Regions from separate parts of the Mus musculus genome. Here region 2 is linked to region 1. Evidence: chromatin contacts called from public Hi-C data. All regions are on one chromosome and are shown on one strand. The core of a region is the stretch at or near the end of the contact, and the rest is flanking DNA. Distances in the headings are between cores, read along the strand shown. Region 1 overlaps Lin9 (lin-9 homolog (C. elegans)). Region 2 holds the start of Parp1 (poly (ADP-ribose) polymerase family, member 1).

Region 1 (3,568 bases), core at 298-2,797:
CCAGTGAAAGCAATATACGCCACTCACCTCATAGCAATACTGCTGAACTTTATGCAGAACTTTGTTCAGGTCCTTGTTCAGCTGCTCAAGCTCCAGGACGATCGTTGCGTATCTCCGCTGAAACTCAATGCCAATGGGCATGGAATAGGATTTCTGACATGAAAAAACAGATCTGATAAGGTTCTGTCTTGTTAACAATACAATTTCCATAATCTAAAAGAGATCTAAAATAGCCGGCAGGTCATTATACCTTCCTATACTGTGATACTGTTCTTACCTGATAATGGTGTTAACATTACAAGGAGTTTGCCCTTGCTCTTAGGAATGCCTAATGTCTGCTACTCACTCTTTTTTTTTTATTTGATTGTTTTAAGTTAGGTGAGATTGTGGATGTACACAATAAATCCCAATGTCCATGGAGGTCAGAAGTACAGGACTGCTGGAGTTACAGGTTGTAGTGGGCTACTCAGTGTGAGCACTAGGAACTGACCTGAGATTCTCTGCAAGGGCAGTATGCACTCTTAGCCACTCAACTCTCTCTAGCGCCCACTTATTCCTTTAGTAGAAACTTTATACACAGAAAACGTAAAGGAAGCAAACGCCCTCTGACGTCAGAGGTGAGCTCCCGGGTTTGGGGTTTGCCTCTGGGCTCCAGGCTTGCTGTGATCCAGTTTTCCACACTATGCCCTGATAGAAAATATGTAATTCTCTTTCTGATTTGACAGAAGTTTATAATTAAGAGATTGTCTTGAGTTTCAAGAGACGTTGGATTTGAAACAGTGTTGAGTCTGTGAAAGGCTACAAGGACCTTTGAATTTGGTCTAAATTCATTTTGTATTAATTTGGTCACAAGCCAATGAGTGTGGGGAGAGCAGACGTAGTCGTTTGAATGAGAATGTCCTCCACGGGCTCAGATGTTTGGATATTTGGTGGAACTCGCTGGGAAAGTTTAGGAGCTCGACAGGAGGTTGGCTCTGAGACGCCGTAACACTTGTAGCCAGCTTTGTCTACCTTGTATTATGGTTGAGAATGTGAGCTCTCAGCTTCCTGCTCCTGCCACCAAGATGGACTCTTACTGTTTCAGAGCCATAAACCCAGACAAACTCCTTCTGTAAGTTACCTTGGTCGTGATGTTTCTCACAGTAATAGGTAATACAGATAATGCAGAAGTAGGTTTCTGGCCAGTGCTTTGGTGAGTCGCCTTCTAGGAGACCAGTAGCTTATCTTCTCACTGAACAAAGTATGAGCACTTCCTTGCACACTAACCAATGGAGAGTTATATAAGCATTCTTCACATACGATAAAATTTTTTTTAGATTTTTATTCTTCTGTGTATGGGTAGCTTGACTGCAAGTATGTCTCTGCACCACACATGGCAGTCCCCATGGGGATCCGGTAGATGGTACCAGAGAAATAAAGGGAATCAGTATAATGTCATGTGTCAAAAAACAGGTTAAGTGAGTGGGGAAGAATGACCTGTCAGGCTATATATGAACTTCCCAAATGCTCGAATGAAACCACACAGATATAACTTCCTGCTAGAAAAGGCAACGTCGTAGGGCTGGGGTATAGCCCAGTGACAGAGTGATGGCTAGCACGTCAGCGCCAGTGTACATTCCCAGGATGGGGGAAAACTAGTTTTGTTTTGCTTTATTTTTTTTTTTTTTTTTTGTTTTTTTGAGACAGGGTTTCTCTGTATAGCCCTGGCTGTCCTGGAACTCACTCTGTAGATTAGGGTGGCCTCGAACTCAGAAATCCTCCTGCCTCTGCCTCTGACTAAAGGCGTGCGCCACCACGCCCGGCCCAGCACTGTTTTGCTTTTGATACAGAGTTTCACCATATGACCCTGGCTGGCCTCGAATATGCTGTGTACAGTAGGCTGGCCTAGAATATGCTATGTACAGTAGGCTGGCCTCGAATATGCTGTGTACAGTAGGCTGGCCTAGAATATGCTGTGTACAGTAGGCTGGCCTCGAATATGCTGTGTACAGTAGGCTGGCCTCGAATATGCTGTGTACAGTAGGCTGGCCTCGAATATGCTGTGTACAGTAGGCTGGCCTCGAATATGCTGTGTACAGTAGGCTGGCCTAGAATATGCTGTGTACAGTAGGCTGGCCTCGAATATGCTGTGTACAGTAGGCTGGCCTAGAATATGCTGTGTACAGTAGGCTGGCCTAGAATATGATGTGTACAGTAGGCTGGCCAAGAATATGCTGTGTACAGTAGACTGGCCAAGAATATGCTGTGTACAGTAGGCTGGCCAAGAATATGCTGTGTACAGTAGGCTGGCCTAGAATATGCTGTGTACAGTAGACTGGCCAAGAATATGCTGTGTACAGTAGGCTGGTCTAGAATATGCTGTGTACAGTAGGCTGGCCTAGAATATGCTGTGTACAGTAGGCTGGCCTTGACTCATGAGATCTGCCTGCTTTTGCCCAACAGTTATCTTGTTTGTTAACAGTTTTGTCTTAACTGAACTTTTATTATAAAATTGCACAAACATATACAATTCAATAGATCGCTACATAGTAAACACACCTGTATAAAAACACAAGTTTGTAAAAAGCTAAATACTCACCTATCATAAACATGCCAAGAGAAATAAAAACAGCTGTCTATACAAAGACCTGTATGCCAATGTTCACAGCAATTTTAGAGAAATTGAAAATTGGGACAAATCCAAAGCTCATCTATAAATGAATGGATAAAGTGTGGCCCATCACAAAGGGAGGAGCAGCTCAGGGCTGCAAGCCCAGGGCCCTGATTTGATCATTGGCACTGAAGGTTAAAAAAAAATGGCGTAGTCTGAATCCTGTCATTAAGTATGTGTATCCCAAACTCGTTATGTAAAAACCAGGCATGAAAAGAGCTCATGCAGACTGTATGATTCTATTTACACAGTATTCTAGAAAATATAAACCAATCCTAACCCAGGATGTCAGACAGCATATCAATGGCTGCCTAGAAATCAGGGAGAGATTACCAAAAGAAATTTTAGACTAGCAGGAAATAATTTTTTTTTAGCAGAGCATATGGTAGTGGTTTCACAGGCACATGACAGAATTATGAAATTCACGCAAGTACAGCTGACCGAGCACCATTCTATCTCAAAAAAAGTAGGGAAATTAGCTGCATGATGGTGGATCATGCCTTTAGACCCAGTGCTCTGGAGGCAGAGACAGGTGGATCTCTGTGAGCTCCAGGCCAGCCTGGTCTATAGAGCAAGTTCTAGGACAGCCAGGGCAACACAGAGAAACCCTGTCTCAAAAACCCAAAGGGGTGGGTGTGGGAGGATTATGTAAAGTAATCATAGGGAAACTCACCTGGGCCAATGAAGAGAACACCAATTCCTATAACCCCGCCTGTGGTATTTCTATTTTCTCTTCCCAAAGAAACCATGACCTCAAATTCATAGTTTTGTATTAACTTCATTTTATAAAATATGATGAAACAGAATATATGTATATATATTTGGGGGGGGGGGATTGAGACAGAGTTTCTCTGTGTAGCCCTGGCTGTCCTGGAACTCACTCTTTAGACCAGGCTGGCCTCAAACTCAGAAATCCAC
Region 2 (3,568 bases), core at 472-2,971, 110 kb after region 1:
TAAATTTGCTTTCTCTTAAGCCCAGAGAGCTCTATTTATCTTCTCACAGGGAGGAGGGAACTGTGGGGTAAAGTTCAAAGACCTCAGTGGGAAATGGGGCTTTCAACTGTCCTTCAAATTCTAGCTATCTCCATCTTCCTGTCCCACTTCTGTGAATAAAAACTCTTAATCAAGCTCCCACACTTGACTGGGACATCTTGGGCTTCTCCTCCCCAGGGCATTCTGCCTAGCACTCAGTTCCATCAGATACAAGGCTTATCAATCCTTCCCATACCCCTTAACCTAGCAGGAGGAGCCCAGGACGGGTTCCCCATCCCGTCATAAATGCAAGCAACAAAGACGTCCCTAGCAGTTCCCGACATTTTTGTCACCAATGATAATTATAGACACTAACACCGTGCCTAGCTGCTTCTTAATAAATATGTATAGAATGTATGAGAACTGTGTCAAGCAAGAATGCTGAGCTAGGCAGTCTCTCCGAGGGCACCAAGATGACAGCTTCAGTTCTTCCCATAAGGAGAAATAATAGAAGCAGTGTGGTATCTTGGTACCCACTGGGTGAATGTCTTTTCCCCCTTCCCTCCCCCCCTTAAGAACTGAAGCCCCATTGAGGGCTAGCCTGCCTCTTCTAAAACACATTACTGCAGCTGGACAGCAAGGGAAATCAATTGCCTCGACCATTAGCAGCGTGAGCTTGGGTAACTGAGTGTTTGGGGGAGGTGGGAACAGGGCAGGTGAGAACCACACTAGCAAAGACGGGAAGGAATCTGCAAAACCAGAAGCCTAGGAGGCAGGAGCCACTGGAACGCCAGGACCCGTCATCCCACCACCTCCTGACCATCTCGGAAGCGTCAGTGAAGAGACCAGATAGCTGCAGAAAGCGCCGAGACCTCGGGAAGTTTGGAGAAAATGTTATTTCCAAGTAGAAATCAGGCCCAAAGCGAATGCACTGTAAAGAAATGGCACTGCTTTGCATAACTAAAATAGAAATACCGAGAGTGAGCGGATGTTGAAAGGATCATCAAAAATAGGCTTAAGGGGAAAAAAAAATCTTCTGTATTCATGGAGGACAATAATCTTCCGGGACAAGATAGGCCCAAATCAGAGCAGCTTTAAAGACCGCGCGCACACCCTCCACCCCGACGCCGAGAAGGCAGTGAAATAAACAAAAACTCTGCGACCATCCAGACCCAGCGAAGAGGCAGGCCCCTTGTCTTTACAAAGCCAGAGGCACTTACGCCAGATGCTCTTACTTCCCGGGCTTTTCTTGCAGGGTAAGCGCAATGTCCCGGAAGGGGTCGGCCCAATGGGCCTCAAGGACCTCCGCGGCAGCGCCGCGGGTCTTTCCCGCCCTTCTCTCCCGGTCCGGCTGAGCCGCAGGGCGGAGTGAGGCGGCCCCGAGCCCACACAGCCGCCCAGGCCGCGTCGCCCTGCGCCTCCGGCCCGGCCCCGTCGCACCTGCACCATGATGGCCATGCGGAGGGAGTCCTTGGGAATACTCTCGCTGCATTTCTTGCAAGAGGCGCGCCCGCTCTTCGCGTACTCCACTCGATAAAGCCTCTCCGAGGCCTCCGCCATCCTCCTTCTCGTGCTGCAGCGGCAGCCCGACGCCGCCGCTGGTGCGCTCCGCTAACGTGTCGGTTTCCCCCGCAAGCGTGCAGAGCCGCCTCCGCTCAGGATAGATTACTGATGCCTAGCGGCGGGACCGCCCCCCCAAGCTCGCGCGCGGAGGGCGGGGCCTCAGCTCATAGGGCGGGGCTTCAGCACGTGTCCTTGGGAGGTTGGGTCCCAGCGCGACTGCGCCTGTGCACGCTGGTCTCTGCCTCTGGGAAGGGGCCAGGGCGGGGACCCGGGGAATCTGACAGGCGCCACCCCTTTTGTCGGTTTGTCCCAGAAAGGCTTTTTGTTCGCCCAAATAATTCCACCTCACCCACTTGCATTTTTTTCTAGGTATGTCTAGAGCGAACCCTGCTGACCCTAAGTGTAGTATTCTGCTTTGCAGCCTCCACATTGCTGACACAGAAAACCAACTAAAGCCTGATTTTTCATTCTTAGTAAACTTAAATGCATAACTATAAATTCCAAGAGAATGAGCAGAACCCGTGACAGTTGGTAGTAGTTACAACAGATGTCGTGTGTTCTCATCCCCCATCTCCGCGCTAACACAGGACAGGGTGTCTCAGTGTTGCCCTGGCTGCCCTGAAACTTGTTCTGTAGATCAGGCTGGCCTTGAACTCACAGGGATCCATGTGCCTTTGCCTCCTGAGTGCTTGGGATTAAGGGCGTGTGACACCATCTCCGGCAACAGATATTTTCCTGGGGAGATCCCAAAATATTTTAGGTTATCGACAATTAAAGTTATAGGTATTGTTAAACTTGCTACTGTTAGATCTTGTTATTTAATGTAGCACTACAATCTTTAACATTATTGGTCTTTTTTTTTTTTTAATAATTATATGAGCGTGATGCAGGGTCTCACTATAAAGCCCTGGCTGGCCATGAAGATGAAGTCGGCTTCAAACTCACAGAGATCCACTTGCCTGTGTCCTAAAGTGTGGGTAAACTGCATGTCTGGCAGCAAACTGGCTGGTGAGCTGTGGCCTACTTGTCTATGAATCATTCCTGATTGAGCAGGTATGAACTGGCTCTAGGTATCTGCTTTGTGCTTCCTCTGTTGCTGCTCTTTTTCTAACCCTGCCCTCCCTTGTTGAGACCCTCTCGTGGCAGAGAGAGACAGGACACATGGCTGTTCCCTAACCTAGTCCAGGGAGTGGGGTCCTTCCACTTTGCCTTGTAACTGATCCCGTGGGTAACCACCCCAGCAAATTCTCCTTTGCTGCAGAGGGTCTAAACCAGGCAGGCTAGCCTATCTCAGACTTAAAAAACAGAAAATCTCCCAGACCAAATTACAATGTGTGAATTGCAGGCATGTTTTGCCTGTATAAATATTTATATATCATGTGTGTTTGGTGTTTGCTGAGTCCAGAAGACGTTTTCATATCTCCTGACTGGAGGAAGTTACAGATGGTTGTGAGCTGCCATGCAGGAACTGGGACTCGAACCCAAGTCCTCTGAAAGAGTAACCAGTACTTTTAACCTCTGAGCCATCTCTCCATACTCTCCCCCTTGCAATAAACAAACAAACAAACAAAAAAAAAAAAAACAGGCCGGACGTGGTGGCCTTTAATCCCAGCCCTCCGGAGGCAGAGGCAGGTGGATTTCTGAGTTCAAGGCCAGCCTGATCTACAGAGTGAGTTCCAGGACAGCCAGGGCTACACAGAGAAACCCTGTCTGGAAAACAAAACAAAACAAAACAAAACAAAAACAACTTAGGAACCGTTGCATTTACTTGGAAGTCTTCAGAATGTCCACAAACAGCTGCAGCTTGCCCACTACAAAGACATGTGCAGTGAAGAGCACACGTCCGTCATTTGTCCACTCATCTTTAGTCTGTCTGCAGAAATGCAGGATTTAATGTGATAGCTACTTCAAGCCATTGCTGCCTTGACTTCCCCACCATGATGGACTAAGAGTAAAATAAACCCTTTCTCCATGACTCACTTTCGCC

What was found. Hi-C and Micro-C count contacts between places; a contact is called where the count stands out from the background.
Region 2: a contact with region 1 is called in a Hi-C map of bone marrow-derived macrophages, with 43 read pairs. The contact joins the promoter of Parp1 here to the enhancer-like site in region 1. A contact is called at or near these places in 2 of 39 promoter capture datasets (the SN4741 cell line and macrophages), 1 of 15 datasets of contacts at CTCF or cohesin (large pre-B cells), 14 of 484 Hi-C or Micro-C datasets (bone marrow-derived macrophages, embryonic ectoderm, embryonic stem cells and 8 more), 6 of 115 datasets of contacts at active chromatin or transcription factors (the HPC-7 cell line, the SCID.adh cell line, bone marrow-derived macrophages and 3 more) and 4 of 9 other capture datasets (adipose tissue, liver, macrophages and 1 more).

Annotation. Positions count from the first base shown.
Region 1 is chr1:180,677,685-180,681,252 of GRCm38.p6, reverse strand. It overlaps Lin9 (lin-9 homolog (C. elegans)), which reads right to left. Exons shown (of 15, transcript NM_001103182.2): 12 at 28-153. Among named protein-coding and RNA genes, the nearest start is that of Mixl1, 18 kb to the left of the region's middle. Within about 2 kb of position 1,547, at least 8 of the 459 cell types and tissues checked have an H3K27ac peak or open chromatin away from gene starts, as enhancers often do. A contact at or near this core is called in bone marrow-derived macrophages, where this site is marked.
Region 2 is chr1:180,567,044-180,570,611 of GRCm38.p6, reverse strand. Parp1 (poly (ADP-ribose) polymerase family, member 1) reads right to left here and starts at 1,721. Exons shown (of 23, transcript NM_007415.3): 1 at 1,459-1,721. The coding sequence starts at 1,578. It overlaps Gm31986 (a long non-coding RNA gene), which reads left to right and starts at 1,713. Exons shown (of 4, transcript XR_001779573.2): 1 at 1,713-2,634.